3 separate regions of the Macaca mulatta genome follow, and all the other regions are linked to region 1. A link is a contact called in public Hi-C data. All regions are on one chromosome and are shown on one strand. The core of a region is the stretch at or near the end of the contact, and the rest is flanking DNA. Distances in the headings are between cores, read along the strand shown. Region 1 holds the start of RPL39 (ribosomal protein L39). Region 2 holds the start of UPF3B (UPF3B regulator of nonsense mediated mRNA decay). Region 3 holds the start of NDUFA1 (NADH:ubiquinone oxidoreductase subunit A1).

Evidence for each region. A called contact is a pair of places that touch in the nucleus more often than the background predicts.
Region 2: a contact with region 1 is called in a Hi-C map of liver, with 6 times the contacts expected there. The contact joins the promoter of UPF3B here to the promoter of RPL39 in region 1. A contact is called at or near these places in 2 of 14 Hi-C or Micro-C datasets (blood and liver).
Region 3: a Hi-C map of liver shows a contact between it and region 1, with 4 times the contacts expected there. The contact joins the promoter of NDUFA1 here to the promoter of RPL39 in region 1. A contact is called at or near these places in 2 of 14 Hi-C or Micro-C datasets (blood and liver).

What each region holds. Positions count from the first base shown.
Region 1 is chrX:126,268,634-126,272,515 of T2T-MMU8v2.0, reverse strand. It overlaps RPL39 (ribosomal protein L39), which reads left to right and starts at 1,656. Exons shown (of 3, transcript NM_001267538.2): 1 at 1,656-1,709; 2 at 3,311-3,414. The coding sequence starts at 1,707.
Region 2 is chrX:126,337,813-126,341,788 of T2T-MMU8v2.0, reverse strand. It overlaps UPF3B (UPF3B regulator of nonsense mediated mRNA decay), which reads left to right and starts at 2,391. Exons shown (of 10, transcript NM_001266737.1): 1 at 2,391-2,626; 2 at 3,532-3,638; 3 at 3,809-3,915. The coding sequence starts at 2,471.
Region 3 is chrX:126,365,105-126,369,031 of T2T-MMU8v2.0, reverse strand. NDUFA1 (NADH:ubiquinone oxidoreductase subunit A1) reads right to left here and starts at 2,354. Exons shown (of 3, transcript NM_001257292.1): 1 at 2,192-2,354; 2 at 811-900. The coding sequence starts at 2,293. RNF113A (ring finger protein 113A) reads left to right here and starts at 2,377. Exons shown (of 1, transcript NM_001198701.1): 1 at 2,377-3,733. The coding sequence starts at 2,592. The coding sequence ends at 3,626. It overlaps LOC144338809 (a long non-coding RNA gene), which reads left to right and starts at 898. Exons shown (of 2, transcript XR_013413197.1): 1 at 898-1,400; 2 at 1,865-2,362.

The DNA of each region.
Region 1 (3,882 bases), core at 407-2,906:
GCAAAAATTAGCTGGGCGTGGTAGGGCGTGCCTATAATCCCAGCCACTCAGAAGGCTGAGGCAGGAGAATCACTTGAACCCAGGAGGCGGAGGTTGCAGTGAGCCAAGATTGTGCTATTGCACTCCAGCCTGGGCAATAAAAGGAGACTCAGTCTTGGAAAAAAAAAAAAAAGAAAAGAAAAGAAAGAAATCTGTGCTATAGTAATATATGGGCTTCTTAACATAGTTCTACTTGTGAACTTAATAAGTAATATAATTTAAAGGAAGTGTGTGTAAATAATGTCTGGAGACATCTGCATCAACTGTAATGTAATATGAAGCCATCTATGATTTCTATTAGTGACCAAGTCACAAGTACTGCTAATGCCACTGTGGTCTGTTGCCTACATTCGTAAATAAAGAAAGCATTAAATTTCATTAAATTTGGTGGAAATAAAGTTGTATTTTCCCATTCAAGTTCATGGGATCCTCTGAATTCTATACATGGACTCTTGTGGACTCCAGGTTAAAAACCCTTTCTGTGATCCATTGGTGCAAAAATGCTTGAGGTGACTGCAAATATACGTGGAGGTTTTTGCTTTTATTTATTTACTTTTTCCTTTTTGAAATGGAGTTTTGCTCTTGTTGCCCAGGCTGGAGTGCAGTGGCGCTCGGCTCACTGCAACCTCCGCCTCCCGGGTTCAAGCAATTCTCCTGTCTCAGCCTCCCGAGTAGCTGAGATTACAGGCGCCGACCACCACGCCTGGTTAAAGTTTTTGTATTTTTAGTAGAGACAGGGTTTCACCATGTTGGCCAGGCTGGTCTCCAACTCCTGACTTCAAGTAATCCGCCCGCCTAGGTCTACCAAAGTGCTGGGATTACAAGCGTGAGCCACCACGCCCGGCTTATTTTTATATTTATTTTATTTATTCATCAAAAATGAAAGGTTTTTGCTTTTAAACGGGGAAAAGGATTAAAACGGGGAACACTAGCATCCCAAACGCATGTCATTAATTATTGTACAGCTTGCCAAAGGCGGGATACAATGTCAGGCTGGACTTCTTAGCAGCCAAGGAAGAGGTTCTGTCCCTAACTTTCTGAGTTGAAAACTTTGATTGGCAACCTTTCGCCTAGTCGAAAACCCCAAGTGTCTAGGCTTACATAAGCGTCCACGTGGTCCAACCCCCTCTAACTTCTCCTGCTTCCTCCGACACGACTGTCCCTTCCCACACCTTCCAGCCAGGCCGGAATGACTCGTAGCCCTCCGGGAAAATGGCACTTGCTCTTCGCCTGCCCAGCTCCGATCCGGCGTTCCCAGTCCCAGGCGCCCGGAGGTGACGGTCGCTTCCCCTGCCCTCTCTTAGGGTTAGTCCCGCCCAATCGACTCCTTAGGTTTTCGGAAGGGCTTCTACTTTGGCATTTATCACGGGCTGTCTGCCTCACTTGCAAAGCAGGGTGCCCCTAGCACACTGCCGGGCCTCTCGGGGAACCCACTTAGGGAAGCGAAGCAAAGCGAATTGCATTTGGCAGGAACCAGCGCTCTTTCCCACGGCGCCATGGGAGCGCACCGGTGGGCACAGAAGGCACTAGGAAGAGGCGGTCGGCGAATAGCGTCACCTCCTAAGCTCCGCCCATCAGAAGCGCCTTCTAAGCTCGTTCTTCCGCCTGCTTCCCCCCTCTTTTCCTTTCTCCGCCATCGTGGTGTGTTCTTGCCTCCACTTCTCGCCATGGTAAGTCCATCGGTCCCCATCGGTCCCCATCGGCCCCCATCGGCCCCAGGGTGGCTTCCCAAACACCCGAGGCCGCTGCCACGAAATGCCTGGGCCGCGCGGGGCGTCGAGGCGCTGGTGCCTTTTAAAGGCTTTTTCAAGAAAAGCTCCAGTTCGGCCACTGTTGTCTTCCTCGGCCTGGAGGGAAGCTAATGAGCCAGCGAGCAACCTGGAGAGGGGCGGGCTGCGCTGCGGCCGCGGATTCAAGGGGACTCTTTCTTTGCCGGGCCGCTGCCGAGTCGGCAGGGATTCCGGTTTCCCTTCGCTTGTAGCGAACTCTGGTTCTGGAGGCGAGGGTTGGGAGGTAGCAGCCACCCCCGAAATCGTGACCTGACTGTGGGCTGCCCGTGGCACGCGCAACGTGGAGGGCAATCAGGAGGGTAATGTGGGCTACTGGTTTTCGAAAAGGGTTTAAGCTTGGCGTGGAGAAGCGAACCACATTTTTAGATCCCAGGACTTTTGTTTAGAGGACGTTTATTCAGAGACTTGAGCGTCACCCCGTGGAAGCGCCTAGAACAAGGGGTGTTTTGTGAACCCGTATGTCATTCTGGCCTTCTTAGTAAATAGCAGTAGCGAACTAGTCACTCTTTACTGGGAAATGTGAAATGTTGATTTACAGATGTGGAGGCGATAAGTACTGATATTTTGTCACTTGTCAAGTAATAGTTTATTACTTGACAAGATTTACAACTGCTACTGTGGGGGGGGGGCCGTGTAATCTTTGCCTTCTTTGTATTGGCTCCCATTATTATGCAAGGGTATGTTCTTTCAGGTTGGCCAGGCATTCAACCTGCATCCGTGCCCTTTTTGCGAGATTATTCTGTAGATTTGGGGGAGTATTGGGGTTGGCCTTAGATGACTGAAGTTCTTTATGAAAGCCAAAAGATGCAACTAGAAACTGAGACAGTCATCCTCGGAAAAGTGACATTTCATTTCTTTTTAAATTTAAAAGTTTATTTTTGTAGCAGTGAAAATTAGCAGTAGGGATAGAGTTACGATTAATACCGAAATGGTGAGTAGATCCTCTGAACCTCAGCAGGGACTTTCCCTAAGTCTTAATTACCCTCCCAATGACACTTGAAAAGTATGTACCCCTATTTTACAAAGTAGAGCACTGAGATTCGTTGACTTGCAAATGGTAGATGGTTCTGTTTGACTCAAAGCTGTGTTCTTCCCAGGAAGCCAAGTTCCCTCGCCATTCCCAGTGTGGTCGTCTGAGTCCTTGGGGGACCGCAGGGTAAACTGAAAGGTAGCCTCTGGCTGTGGAGCAGAGAGGACCTGGGTTTCAATTCTGGTTCTGCACATTGATGCTCTGATTTTGTGCATGTTTCTTAACCTCCTGATTCCACTTATTTAATTTGAACAATAGAAACTGTGGTATCTGCCTCCAGAGAAGTTGTGAGGGTCAGAGACTTGCTTGGTTTGATGGCTTAGCGTTGAGAAGATTTTGGGGCTGGGGTATGTGTTAAGCACTCAAATGTTGGTTTGAAGGAGTTCTTGACTTTGAATCATTCAGGCAGTCTCTAATATCAATGTCTAAATTGATTGCATTTTCTTCCCAGTCTTCTCACAAGACTTTCAGGATTAAGCGATTCCTGGCCAAGAAACAAAAGCAAAATCGTCCCATTCCCCAGTGGATTCGGATGAAAACTGGAAATAAAATAAGGTAAGACCTCCATCATACTGCTTGTATTTTGCTAAATGTAAGAGCCACTGTACCTGGCCAAGGTTACTTTTTGAGTATAAATACATGATTAAAATTGCTTGCAGTCCAATCCACCCTCTGACAGCATTCTCAAATTCCTTTCTAAAAACATGCCTCCTTTGTTTCTGCACTGCATCCAGGCCACAGCTGGGCTTATGGGCAGACAGTTTTCCAATACTTGTTAATTGCCTGGTTATCTTCAGTCTGAGCTAGGTCATAAGGTGGAAGGCTGCCTTATACACATCCTGGTGGAGAAGACCCAGTCAGTGTTTTTAGGCTTTTTGTTTTTGTATTTTGTTTTTTTCCGAGATGGATGGAGTCTCGCTCTGTTTCCCAGGCTGGAATGCAGTGGCACAATCTTGACTCACTGCAACCTCTGCCTCCCAGGTTCAAGTGATTCTTCTGCCTCAGCCTTCGGAGTAGCTGGGA
Region 2 (3,976 bases), core at 1,142-3,641, 69 kb before region 1:
ACTGTAAGATAATACACTTGCGTTATTTAAACCCACTAAATTTGTGGTAATGTTACAGCAGGAATAGGAAGCTAATACAGTTGGTGTGGGGGAAGATCAAGTGTTCGGTTTTGGATGCATTCAGTGGCTGAACACGTTAGACGTCTTAAGTGGAGATGTTAAATAGGCAGTTGGATACATGACTCTGATGATTTCCAAGGCTCATAAGAATGGCCAGGTACTGAAAGAAAGAGTAACAGATCCCAAATACAGGGAAACAGTTTTGGCCACAGGAATAGGAATCCAAAAATAGGCTGGACAATTAGAGTGAAAAAATTTAAGTGCAGAGTCAGGGGAATATATTCTAGAGGTCAGCAAAAATGGGAGTTGGCCCTGAGGCAGCTTTCTGCCTTGGGCTCCTATTGCATCTTTACTTTGGTTTTTGTCCTCTATGGGTGTCTGTCTGTCTCTCTCTCTCTCTCTTTTTTTTTTTGAGATGGAGTCTCACTCTGTCACCCAGGTTGGAGTCCAGTGGTTCTACCTCGGCTCACTGCAATCTCCGCCTCCCAGGTTCAAGTGACTCTCCTGCTTCAGCCTCCCAAATAGCTGGGACTACAGGCGCCCGCCACCATGCCCAGCTAATTTTTGTATTTTAGTAGAGACAGGGTTTCACCAAGTTGGTCAGGCTGGTCTTGAACTCCTGATCTCAGGTGATCTGCCTGCCTCGGCCTCCCAAAGTGCTGGGATTACAGGCATGAGCCACCACGCCCAGCTAATTTTTTGTGTTTTTAGTAGAGACGGGGTTTCGCCAAGTTAGCCAGGCTGGTCTCGAACTCCTGACTTCAGGTGATCCATCCGCCTTGGCCTCCTAAATTGCTGGGATTATAGGCGTGAGCCACCACGTCCGGCCGACTGAAGTGCTTTCTATCATTGTGGTTTTACCTTTTCTAAAATTTCATATAAATGGAATTGTACAACATGTACTCTCTTGGTGTCTGGATTCTGTCACTCAACATAATCACTGTGAGATTCACTTATGTTGATGCGTATATCAATAGTTAATTTTTATTGCTGAGTGGCATTGCATTCTATGGCTGTACCATATTTTGTTTTATCCCTTTGCCTGTTGAGAACATTTGGATTGTTTCCAGTTTGGAGTTATTATAAATAATGTAAAATTGGCCCTTTTTAAGTGAAGAGGGTGATCACAACTAAATCAAATTGGGTTTTATTTTTATTCCCTTCCCTGTGGGACATCAGTACCTGGGGAGAATGATCCTTTTGTAAAATAAGGTGATGAAAACAAATCTCGTATATTTTGGTCATATTACTCCTTTTTTTTTTTTTTTTTTGAGACGGAGTCTCGCTCTGTCACCCGAGCTGGAGTGCAGTGGCCGGATCTCAGCTCACTGCAAGCTCCGCCTCCCGGGTTTACGCCATTCTCCTGCCTCAGCCTCCCAAGTAGCTGGGACTACAGGTGCCCGCCACCTCGCCCGGCTAGTTTTTTGTATTTTTTAGTAGAGACGGGGTTTCACCGTGTTAGCCAGGATGGTCTCGATCTCCTGACCTCGTGATCCGCCCGTCTCGGCCTCCCAAAGTGCTGGGATTACAGGCTTGAGCCACCGCGCCCGGCCCATATTACTCCTTTAAATATCAGTATCTTGTGTTTATTTATTATTATCCTTCTTTTTTAGATACAGGGTCTCGCTCTGTCGCCCAAGCTGGAGTGCAGTGGCGCGATCATGGCTCACTGCAGCCTCGAATTCCTGGGCTCAAGATCCTCCCTTCTCAGCCTTCCCTAGCAGCTGGGAATACAGGCGCGCGCCACTGAACTCGGCTAATATTGTAGTGTTTACTAAGTATCTGTAAATCCTAATCAATATAAGGAAAATAAATTTTTTTAAATGTTAGGCTCTTTCTTTGAGTTGTAGGAAAATAAATTCTAAAGCCTCTGAATTCAAAGACAAAATATACAAGTCGCTCCCCTAGTGAGGCAAAATTTGGACGGCATTGAGTTTATCCGATGGAAACTAAGCGTGCAGAACGTATCTTTCGACCTGAAAAACTCTGAAGATGAAAGGATTCGATTTACTTACAAACAGGGACCCTGAGATACCTCTGGCTCCTGAACGCCCAACAAAAGCGGGCAGCTGCTTTGCATGCCGGGACTTGTAGTCCCCGACAGAGTCACTTCAAGATGGCGGAGTTGCTAATGACGCGCGAAGGGGCGGGCCCAGAGGGAGTCTGCGCCGCGAGGGGATTGGGTGACACAGGAACTTGGCGGGCGGGAAGTAAAAACCAGGTGTTAAAACCTTTGCACTGGGAAAGGCCCAAGTCTCGCGAGAGCTTGGCAGGCCCCAGTGGAACGTGGGGCCCGACTTATCATAAGGGGCATTTGTTGGGGGCGGAGCTTTGACGGGAGCTTCCCTGGAGCCGTTGGTGCCCGGGGTAGCCCCGTTCCGGCCGAGCCGCTTCAGCGGGGGACGTAGCCATGAAGGAAGAGAAGGAGCACAGGCCTAAGGAGAAGCGAGTAACCTTGTTAACCCCCGCCGGGGCCACAGGCAGCGGTGGTGGGACCTCGGGGGACAGCTCCAAGGGGGAAGATAAGCAGGATCGCAACAAGGAGAAGAAAGAAGCGCTGAGCAAGGTGCCCGGTCGGCCGCTGGCCCGGGAGAGGGCGGGACGGGTCCGCAGCGCGGGGAGGATGGCTGGGAATGGGGCCGGCCCCTTTCTCTCTCAGGTTCCCCTTCTTCTCTTCGCCTGAATGGAAGTCGCACCATCCTGGTTTATCCTTTCTCCCGAAATGGGGAGAGCCCCTCCCGGCCAAATCCTGGGTAGGGGTGAGGAAAAGGGGGGACTCCCCAAACGGGAAGGGTTTAGGTCAGAGCTGTGAGGTGATAATGGGAAGAGAGAGCGACGGTATAAAGAATGAGGAACTAAAGGTGTAATTGGGGAGAAATATTAAATACTGAAGGAGACATGAGGGATGGCAATATTATTCATGGAGGCGAGTTGGGGGAGAGTTCAGGGTGATTAATGGTACGGGAGGGTAGATCGAGAGCATACTATTTTGAGAGCAATGGGTGGATTTTTTGTATTCGTTAGAGTTTTGAATTCTTAAGTTCAATGGGCAAGGATTTTGTTTTAAGATGTGTTGGACGTGGGAGAAACTTGTTACTAAATCAAGATTTCGTGGCACCCACAAAGACCAGGGTTGGCTTACTAATTTCTTGCCACTAGATCTGTTAAAAAATGGGTGATCGAAAATGATGCACAAACCTGGTAAACTGCAGGGCTGCTGTAAAGAGCAAAACCTGAGATTTTTCCCTGCTCCAGGTGGTTCTCATTTCCAAGCGTTTTTTTTTTTTTTTTAACCGCGTTACTATTATCTTTGACTACTTCTGAGCATTGGGCTGCAGAATATTTTCTCCTGGGTTTTTACAAGTGATCTCATATTTTAAAAAGCCCAGTCTTCTTCAGGAACTGTGATTCTTTCAGGTATGAGAGAAAATTGATTTTTACTAATTTTATTTTCCTTATGCATTTCTTAAGGTGGTAATTCGAAGATTACCTCCCACTTTGACCAAGGAGCAGCTTCAGGAACATCTTCAACCTATGCCTGAGCATGATTATTTTGAGTTTTTTTCTAATGATACGAGGTAAAAAAAAAAAAAAAAAAAAAGGAAAGGGGTAAATGAAAAAGGTTTCTTTCACTCTTTTTATCCTACTGTTTTCCATTTAATTTTTGAGCTTGTCTTTAATATATGCATACTTGTAATTGGGCCAGACACCTGCAAATACATTTACATAATTGCTTTCCTCTCTGCAGTTTGTATCCTCATATGTATGCCAGAGCATACATCAACTTTAAAAACCAAGAGGACATTATTTTGTTCAGGGATCGCTTTGATGGTTATGTATTCCTTGACAATAAAGGTGAGTTCTGGTAACTGAAATAAAAAGGGAATTTCTTTGTCATTCTTTGTCATTTGTATGT
Region 3 (3,927 bases), core at 1,105-3,604, 96 kb before region 1:
AGGCTATCCTCCTGCCTCAGCCTTCTGAGTAGCTAGGACTACTAAATTGTTCTATAAATGGGTAATTGCGATAACTAGCTACCTCTTGAAAAAAAGTAAAGTTAATCCTCCCTTCACATTATACTCCAAAATGACCTGTAGATGGGACCAAATAACTAATTTTTTTTAAAGAAACAATATTAGGAGAAATTATTTTTTAAAACTATTTTTATGAGCCAGGTATAGTGGCACACCTGTAGTCCCAGCTCCTCTGAAGGCTGAGGCAAGATCACTTGAGCCTATGAGTTTGAGGCCAGCCAGGGCAACACAGCAAGACTGTCTCTATTTTATTTTTTGAACGTATTTTTATAACCTTAGGTAGAAAAGGCCTTTGTATGGGAGACATAAAAACTCAGAATGCAGAGCAACAAAACATGATAAATTGAATATCAAAATTTAAAACTACCTGATGAAAAACATCATAAAGTGAAAAAGACAAACAGCAGACTGGGAAAAATGTTTGTCATATATAAAACAGACAAAAAATTAAAAGTCTAGAATATATAAAGAACTATAGATTGAAAAGAAAAAAGACAAAACAATAGAACAGGCAAAGGATATAGGCAACAATCCACAGAATAAGAAATATATGACAGTAAGAAAAACTAAAAAAAATAAGAAACATAAAAGATTAAATATGTAAAAAGATGCCAACCTCACTAGTAGACAAGAAAATGCTAGTTATATATTAGCATTGTATGACCCTTGGCAAGGCATTACCAGAACCCACCTCAACCCTGGCAGAAGGCTGGCATCAGAGTGGCTTCTTACCTTTGACACATAGTGACGATTAACTCCAGAGATGCGCCTATCTCTTTCCATCAGATTCCAGTGATACCCAAAATGAGCAATCCTTTTTTCCTTCAAATAAGAGACAATTATTGTTGCAGTTTATAAAAGTGAGTGACCCAGTTGATGGATATTACAATTTTTAGAAGGGACATTCTAGAGAAATGGAATCATCATTCAAATAAAAATGCAAATTAGTAGTACAAGAACAGAATCTCCTAAATAAAATCAGACCACTACACTTTAGGATTAAGTTGGTGACCGTGACTTCTTACACTATTTTAACCAACATGAATTTCTTTTCCTTTTTAAAAAAAAGAAAAAAAAAAGAAATATCTAGTTGTTGCCTTTTGGGACACTAAGAAACAACAGCTGTAGATCACACGTGGACAATCACAAATTCAAAAAGTAAATAAATTTATACTCTGTACTCTAGAGATGATGTGAAGGGCTAAGAGGGGAAAATGAATCCTGATGTAAAACACAAGACCTTGCAGTAAATTCCTAAACGCTTGCAAGAGAAAGTGGGGAATAAAAAAGTCAAGGGTGGCCGGGAGCGGCGGCTCACGCCTGTAATCCCAGCACTTTGGGAGGTCAAGGCGGGTGGATCACCTGAGGTCAGAAGTTCGGGACCAGCCTCGCCAACATGATGAAACCCCGTCTCTACCAAAATAAATAAATAAATAGCCGGGCGTGGTCCCGGCTACTCAGGAGGGTGAGGCAGGAAAATCTTTTTTTTTTTTTTTTTTTTTTTTTGAGACGGAGTTTCGCCCTTGTTGCCCAGGCTGGAGTGCAGTGTCGCGATCTCGGCTCACTGCAACCTCCGCCTCCTGGGTTCAAGCGATTCTCCTGCCTCAGCCTCCCGAGTAGCTGGGATCACAGGCATGCGCCACCACGCTCCACTAATTTTGTATTTTTAGTAGAGATGGGGTTTCCCCATGTTGGTCAGGCTGGTATCGAACTCCCGACCTCAGGTGATCCGCCCGCCTCGGTCTCCCAAAGTGCTGGGATTACAGGCGTGAGCCACCGCGCCCAGCCAGGAGAATCTCTTGAACCCGGAAGGCGGAGGTTGCAGTGAGGGATTCTCAGGCTTGAGCCACCTCTTCTAATCTACCTTTCCGGCCCCCGCGTCGCTACTCTGCCCTAAGGCCCACTTTGATACACCCAGAAACGCTGTTTTTCACCAGAGCAGGATGTGGTTTCTACCGCGCTTCGTTTCGCAAGCCTCGGCTTCTAGGCAACCGGAAGAAAATAGAGGGCCGGCCTCGGAGAGAGGGTCCGCAGGCTGACGGACTCTCTGCCCACCATCCTTTTCAGAAATCAGCCAGTGGAGTCAGCCCCCGGGCCCAGGAAGCCGCCTTACCTTGCCCCCGTTAGTGAACCTCTGGATGTACGCAGTAGCCAGTCCTGGAATAAACAAGCACACGCCCATGGCGGCGAGTCCGGGGAGAATCTCGAACCACATCTCTGCCCCGTTATCTAGGCCAAAACCCTACTTCTGGGTCCTTGAAAGGTGACCGGGCTTCGGCTCCCTTCCCAGTAAGCCCCGCGGCCGCCCGCGAGCGGGGCGGTGCCACGTACGGCTCCGGAGGAAGCGACGGGATCTGCCAGGGCTCAAGAGAGGCTGGCGCTCGCGCTCTCGCAGTTCTCTTCCGTCAGTGTCTTTTGCTTCGACTCCCGGCGGAGCGCGCGACGTGGAGTAACGCGCAGAGGCCAAGTGCAACCCAGGCAGCGACGGCCGTTTCGGAGCTCGGGACTCTAAAATGGCAGAGCAGTTTTCTCCAGGGAAGACGGCGGATCAGGTGTGCACCTTCCTTTTCAAAAAGCCTGGGCGGAAAGGGGCTGCTGGACGCAGAAAGCGCCCGGCCTGCGACCCAGAGCCCGGAGACAGCGGCAGCAGTAGCGACGAAGGCTGCACTGTGGTTCGACCGGAAAAGAAGCGGGCGACTCACAATCCAATGATACAGAAGACTCGTGACAGTGGTAAACAGAAGGCAGCTTACGGCGACTTGAGCAGCGAGGAGGAGGAGGAAAATGAGCCCGAGAGTCTCGGCGTGGTTTATAAATCCACCCGCTCGGCGAAACCCGTGGGACCAGAGGATATGGGGGCGACAGCTGTCTATGAGCTGGACACAGAGAAAGAGCGCGATGCACAAGCCATCTTTGAGCGCAGCCAGAAGATCCAGGAGGAGCTGAGGGGCAAGGAGGATGACAAGATCTATCGGGGAATCAACAATTATCAGAAATACATGAAGCCCAAGGATACGTCTATGGGCAATGCCTCTTCCGGGATGGTGAGGAAGGGCCCCATCCGAGCGCCCGAGCATCTACGTGCCACGGTGCGCTGGGATTACCAGCCCGACATCTGTAAGGACTACAAAGAGACTGGCTTCTGCGGCTTCGGAGACAGCTGCAAATTCCTCCATGACCGTTCAGATTACAAGCATGGGTGGCAGATCGAACGTGAGCTTGATGAGGGTCGCTATGGTGTCTATGAGGATGAAAACTATGAAGTGGGAAGCGATGATGAGGAAATACCATTCAAGTGTTTCATCTGTCGCCAGAGCTTCCAAAACCCAGTTGTCACCAAGTGCAGGCATTATTTCTGCGAGAGCTGTGCACTGCAGCATTTCCGCACCACCCCGCGCTGCTATGTCTGTGACCAGCAGACCAATGGCGTCTTCAATCCAGCGAAAGAATTGATTGCTAAACTAGAGAAGCATCGAGCTACAGGAGAGGGTGGTGGTGCTTCCGACTTGCCAGAAGACCCCGATGAGGATCCAATTCCCGTTACTTAGCTGTCTGATAATTCTTAAATTTAAAAAATAAATATTTTGTTCTTTTGGAAGTCTTAATTCGTGTCCTTCCTTTGTAGAGACAGTGACAGAGAAGGCGGGTGGTGAAGTAGGGTCCTGGATTAAAAACCTCAAGGTAGGTATAATCAGGATTTTTAGCCCTAGGATAACCATTTTGCCTGTGTTTCTTTTCAGAACATTTTGGCATCAATTATAGGGGTGGGAGTAGTTTGAGAAAAGAGCTATAATTTGCTTGAAGTAGCCAAAGCTATGACGAAAGTAAGAACTCTGAGCCTGTTTATCA